Linked DNA regions of Sus scrofa: region 2 is linked to region 1. The links are chromatin contacts, called in public Hi-C maps. All regions are on one chromosome and are shown on one strand. Each heading gives the region's core, a stretch centred on a gene start, on an enhancer-like site or on the middle of the called end of the contact. The rest is flanking DNA. Distances are from core to core; before and after follow the strand shown.

The links. A called contact is a pair of places that touch in the nucleus more often than the background predicts.
Region 2: a contact with region 1 is called in a Hi-C map of liver, with 2.2 times the contacts expected there. The contact joins two enhancer-like sites. A contact is called at or near these places in 5 of 47 Hi-C or Micro-C datasets (alveolar macrophages, embryonic fibroblasts, epiblast stem cells and 1 more) and 2 of 2 datasets of contacts at active chromatin or transcription factors (alveolar macrophages and skeletal muscle).

The regions. Positions count from the first base shown.
Region 1 is chr4:34,268,047-34,270,751 of Sscrofa11.1, forward strand. No RefSeq gene overlaps it. Among named protein-coding and RNA genes, the nearest start is that of AZIN1, 43 kb to the left of the region's middle. Within about 2 kb of position 1,270, at least 67 of the 83 cell types and tissues checked have an H3K27ac peak or open chromatin away from gene starts, as enhancers often do. A contact at or near this core is called in liver, where this site is marked.
Region 2 is chr4:34,452,067-34,455,056 of Sscrofa11.1, forward strand. No RefSeq gene overlaps it. Among named protein-coding and RNA genes, the nearest start is that of KLF10, 23 kb to the left of the region's middle. Within about 2 kb of position 1,710, at least 3 of the 83 cell types and tissues checked have an H3K27ac peak or open chromatin away from gene starts, as enhancers often do. A contact at or near this core is called in liver, where this site is marked.

The DNA.
Region 1 (2,705 bases), core at 20-2,519:
GCTCAAACTGTGCCCAGGCTATCTCCCTGGCCAGATACAGGGAGGGCAAGGACAGTCAGACCCCTCTGTGCCCTTTCCTCCCCTTGCCTGTCAGAGCGGGTGGAGGACACCTTGCTTGGAGGAGCCACACATTTCCTGAATGCTACAGAATTTATCCCTGTTTCAGGACAGGGTGGACAGTCACAAAGACAAATCCTCTCTGCCCATGCCCCTTCCTGATAGCTCCCTAGCCCGTCTGCTCCATTTCCTGAGTGCCACGGGCCCTTGTGGTTAGCCGGCAGCGACAGGAAAGAGCTGGGGCCAGGCCTTGACCCGGCACGCGGTGTCCACGGCAGGGCAGCGGAGTAGCTTTCCCTGGGGAGGGAGGGTAGAAAGACGGAGGCGGGGGATGAGAATGTCGAGGCCCCAGATGCTGGTGTAGTCTTTTCCCACCGAGACCCGGCGTCTTTAGAAGGCGAGGTAGAACCCTGCGACCTCGGGCGCCTTGGAGGCCAGTGATGGTGCCACGGAACCGCCTTCTCCCGACACCGAAGCGTGTGCGACACGGGGAGGGGGAGCCCCGGGTGGGGGCCCGCGCAGCCCAGGGAGAACCGCGAAGGGGAGCGGGACCCGGTCGCGGCTCGCCGGCTGCGGTGACGTTGGGAGACTTGTTCCCCCCTTTGTCGCCCGCCACTAGCCCGCGCCGCAGGTGACTCTGGCAGCTGCCAGTCGTCTCCGTGCCGACACGGCGCCCCCGCCACAGCCTCCTTCTTGGGCTTTTCCGGCTCCGAGCGCCTCAAACGACCTCGGCGGCCGCCTGCCCGGGCCGCTCCCCGCCCCGCCCCCCGGGCCGCGCGGCAGGGCTTTCTGATGAGTCAGCGGGAGCCCGGGAGCCTCCAGCCGCCCCGGGCATCTGCTCCGGTGACGCACCGTGACTCACGGGCGCCCGGGCAGCCGCAGCCGCCGAGCGCGCAGCGCCGAGCTGAGGAGCCGAGAGCAGTCCCCCGCCGCGGCCGGGCGTCCCCCCGGGGCGGGCTCCACTCCACACCCCGGGCCCCGCACCCCGCACCCCGCACCCCGCGCCGGGCTCCTCCCGCGCCCCCAGCGCCGTCCTCCCCCAGCCCTCCCGCTCCCGCCCGCCCGCCTGCCTCCGGCACCTTCCTCCCCCCTCCCTCGCCTCTCCGCTCCCTTGGCCCAACTCCAAGCTGACATCAGACGCTGGCCGCCCGGCCACCCTCTGAGTCAACAGTTTCCGAAGCCGAGCCCGCTGCCAGGGGCGGGGAGAAAGCGCTGCCTCCGGGGGAGGCGGTGGGGAGCGGAGGCGGCTCGGCCCTGGCAGCCGCGGGAGGGCGGAGGTGGGTGGGGACGAGCAGACCTTTTACAAGAAGTCACGGGGTGGGGGGCTGGCTGTGGGGGGGAACAGGGAGGGTGAAAACCACCCAGCGGAGCCGCCGGGGCGGGGAGGAAACCTGCGCCAGGAGCCACGTGCTGGAGCCGGCGCTGGGTGGGTGGCTCGGGGAGCGGTGGGGGAGGGAGAGGCCCTTGCTGGGAAAGGCCCCAGGCCACGTTTCTGGGGGAGGAGAAGAACCGCGGGTGGACACCCTGGGCCCCAGGCCACCAGGGAACCTTCACCTCCGTCTGGATAATGCAGCCCAGATCTCTTTGATGGGAGCAGCTCTGGCCAAGCCCTGCCTGCTTGGGGTTGGACCTGAAGGAATGCACTGGCCTAACCTAATTGCCTTTTCGGACCTCGGTGGGACGGCGCTGGGGCTGGGACGGGAGGCTCTCCCACCTCACACCCTTCAAAGGGGATGTACGTCCAAGGGTCGAAGAATTGGAGAGCCTAAGTAAACCCAGGGTGGTTGGCTGTCCAGGGAAGGTGGGGGGAGTCGTAGGAAGAAGAAAGGAAGCATGCAAAAGAAGGAAGAAGCATTTAAGCACGTGATAAGGACATAACTGCAGTCCTTGGAAAGGTGGATTTCCTACTCCCTGGGAATTTAAGCCAAAATCCCCTCAGCAGAGAAAATGGATTAGCTGCAGGAAGGAATGAGACACGTTGAGGAGTCTGGGCTGCTTCCGAGTGGTAAGAGGCCAGAGGCTTTGGGTGCTGTGGTCTGCCACTGTCTGTTCAGCAACCCCCTTGAGAGGCTGCCTCCTGTGGTTCCAGGATGCTCAAGAAGGGCTAGAGACCCTTTAAGAAGCACCCACCTGCAGTGGCCTAAGTGGCACCTAGAAACTTCTGTAAACCCTTACGGTTTTTCCTGCCTAATCAATCAGGAAGGGAGAGGAGCCAGGAAGTCAAGGCGGCAAACCTCCACAGGTGCCTGGGTTTCCTCCCCTGCCCTCCATCTCACCTCACTCCCCCCACCCATGGACCCCCCCCCATGACCCCCTCTCCCCGCCCCCTGCAACCAGGAGCAAACACAACTGCCACTGGTGGGCCCCCTGCTGGAATTTATTCTCAGTCTCTTTTCCAGCTTTGCCATGCTGTTCTTTCAAAGCCACAGCTCAACAAGTGATGCCAGCCCAGGGAGGGGGTGTCGTCTGTGTCTCCTCTTGCAGGCGGAAGCAGCACCACAGCCGGGAGAACAAAACCCGTTTGGATCTGTCCAGAGCTGTTTGTCAGTACTGCCTTCCAGGACCACGTGAGCTGCCTCTTGCCCCACGTGACCCTCATTCAAACTCAGGGAGAACGAGAGCTCCCGGGCCCCTTCTCCTCGGACAGC
Region 2 (2,990 bases), core at 460-2,959, 180 kb after region 1:
GGCCACGTGACTAAAAGTCTGCCATCTGCTGTAAATCCAGGGCACCTTAAGTTAAGCGGAGCAGGGGAAGCATAAGACTCCCTAGGGCCAAGCACAAGACTCAGGGTCTAGGGCCCCGTTCGTGCCCCCAACCCCACTACCCGCAATGGACCCTAGGTTCCCACAGAGCGTTGAACTCCCTGCTCCGCTTCTTTTCCTTCCTCCATCACTGAGCTGCCTGAGAGGAGGCGGGCGCGACCCCCGACCCTGACCCCTACCCTGCCCGCTGCCTCCGAGCTGGCAACGGACAAAGCCGGCTGAAGCCCCATCTTCCCTTGGGGCTGCTCCAGGTAAGTTGGTCTAATCTTGAACCTGACCTTGACCTCAGCGCCAGAGCAACTTTTCAGGGGCAGGGGGTCGCTCTGAGCCGCCGCTGCTCTTTCGGAAGAGCTGCGCCCAGTGTCTTCGTCCAGGGGAAATTTGGCCGTCTCGCCTTTGGTCTCCCCCGCTGGCTCTGCCCGGTGGGGGTTCAGAGAGGGTGGACCTGCCCCAACTGAGGGGAATCGGGAGCGGGAGTCTCTGCAGGAGTCGTAGCGCCGCTGTTCCCGATGGCGACGGGGTGGGGGGTCCTGGGGCTGGACCCGCTGCGGTGGGACTCAGCCGCCTAACCCCTCTCCCCTCCCCTCCCCTCCCCTCCTGCTCACAGAGGGTTCCAATAATATTCAATTGCGTCTCAGGCTCTCGGGCTTCAAACTCATGCTCAGGCTTGCAGGTCTCTTGATTCAGCCAAGTCCCTCTGCGCTCCTTCCTTAATTAGATAAAGTAGGGGGGCGGGGGCTGGGGGTGGGGTACTGAAGGGACCCCTGAGGCGCTGGACTCAGCCAACGAAAGAGGTCAGAATCTGCGCTATCACAGACCTTGAGGGACCTTGGAGCGAAATGGAGGGGGACGGTCCTGTACTGATCACCGTCAAATAGGGAGCAGCTGACCCGTGAGAAGTGCTGTTAGGAAGATCCAGTCCTCCATCCCCTTGAAGGATGTGTGGGCTTTAAGGCTCCAGGTCCCACCGTGCCCCCTGCAGCCTTGAAGCCTGGCTTCCAGTTCCATACCTTGCCAGGCTCCGGGAAGAATCTGGGCGGCAGAGATGGTCCCTGGTGGCTCAAGTTTAAGAAGTATGCCCCTGGGATTCTGGAGGTGGAGGGAGGAAGGGTGAATGGAGAAGCGGGGTGAGGTAGGGAGGGATGGGTGCCCTGGGAGACTTTGAGGAAGAAATACCCCACTTCCACCCTCTTCGGCCTGCAACAGACACATAGATTCCAGAGAATTTCAGAGCCTCTGGAGAGGCTGCCTCTGCTTCTTTACTCCTGAGTTCAAAACTATGCGAAACCAACTCTTCATCCACCTGCTGCTTTGCCAGGATTTTTTTTTTTTTTATGTTGTTTTTGGCTCCCTCAGTTTTCAGTTCAGTTTTGAGCTGTCCAAACTATTTAAAAGTGTCCTCCTTAAACTGAGACTCAATCCTAGTCTTTTGAAAAAAATACCCTCACTTCAGAGGAGATATTCTTTTCTCCCCATTCCTTCCTTCAACCACCCTCTTAATAATCCCTGTTCTCAGAGATGTTTGTGTTTTATTTTTTTCCCAATGGCAAAACAACCTTCCCACTGCCCTGTGCCCCATCCCAACTTTCCTAGCACACAGGTGTTTCAAACCCATGCCAATGATTTGTAATCAGCAAACACTGGTTAAGCTTTGGAGCAATCCCCCCAAGAGTCAGAGGCAAGCACCAATTTGACTTATTTGAATGGATGTCCTTCAATTTTAGGAAGGTCCTGTTTTTATTACCCAGCAGATAAGACAGAGCCTTGGATGCCTGTGGCTGTAGATAACTTCTGATGTTTTCATTCCCCTTGCTTAGCTGCTGCTTCCAGGTTAACTTTATTTTATCACCTGTCCATTTTTAAAGAAAGCCTGATAACATCTCTCTAATAGATCTGGGGTCTGAGTTCAGAGTAGGTCAAAGGTACTAAGATGTGGGGAGAGGGATAAAAATAGAAGGAGAATTAGCAAGTACCGCTGGGACACCCGTGTTAATCAGGCACTGAATAAAGCCCAGAATCTCTTCATTTACCTCTGGTGGAAAGTTCTGATGGTCTCACAGGATCAAACTCCAACCACTTCAAAATGAACTGATTTCCCCTGAGCATTCCATAAAGGAAAGTCTCCCTCTATGGTAGGAATGGCTGTTAAATCCTGGGCAGTTTTGAATGGTCCGATGAGAGGCACCTGGCTAGAATGGAACCAGAAATCTGCTGACTGTGTTACGGTGTGAAAATGCTCACGTACTTCAAACCTACATGGTTCCTGTGAGTGCTCCGTCCATCTCCTGTTTATTCTTGCAGACTCACTCCCGTATATTGGGAGCAGGAGCCAGTGGAGTCCAGTGAGCTTCTCAGCATGAAAAGCACGTTCCTAGAGCTTCTAATTATTTCTTTAAAAATAGCTGCTCCGAGGTTTGTGAATTGTGGTGGGATGTGTGTGTATGTGTGTGTGTTTCATGGCATGTGGAAGTTCCCTGGCCAGGGATTGAATCTGAGCCTCGGCTGCGGCAGCACTGGATCCTTTAATCCACCGCACCAGGCCGGGGATCGAACCCTCAACTCTGTAGAGGGACCTGAGCTGCTGCAGGCAGATTCTTAACCCACTGTGCCACAGCAGGAACTGCCTATGAACTCTTTTTCTTTCTTTCTCTCTTGCTTCCTTTTATTTATTTATTTATTTATTTATGCTTTTTAGGGCTGCACCTGAGGCATATGGAAGTTCCCAGGCTAGGGGTCAAATCAGAGCTACAGCTGCCAGCCTACATCACAGCCATAGCAATGTGGGATCAGAGCCGAGTCCATGACCTACACCACAGCTCACTGCAACGCCGGATTCTTAATCCACTGAGCGGGACCAGGGATTGAACCTACATCCTCGCGGATACTAGTCAGGTTCTTAATTTGCTGAGCCA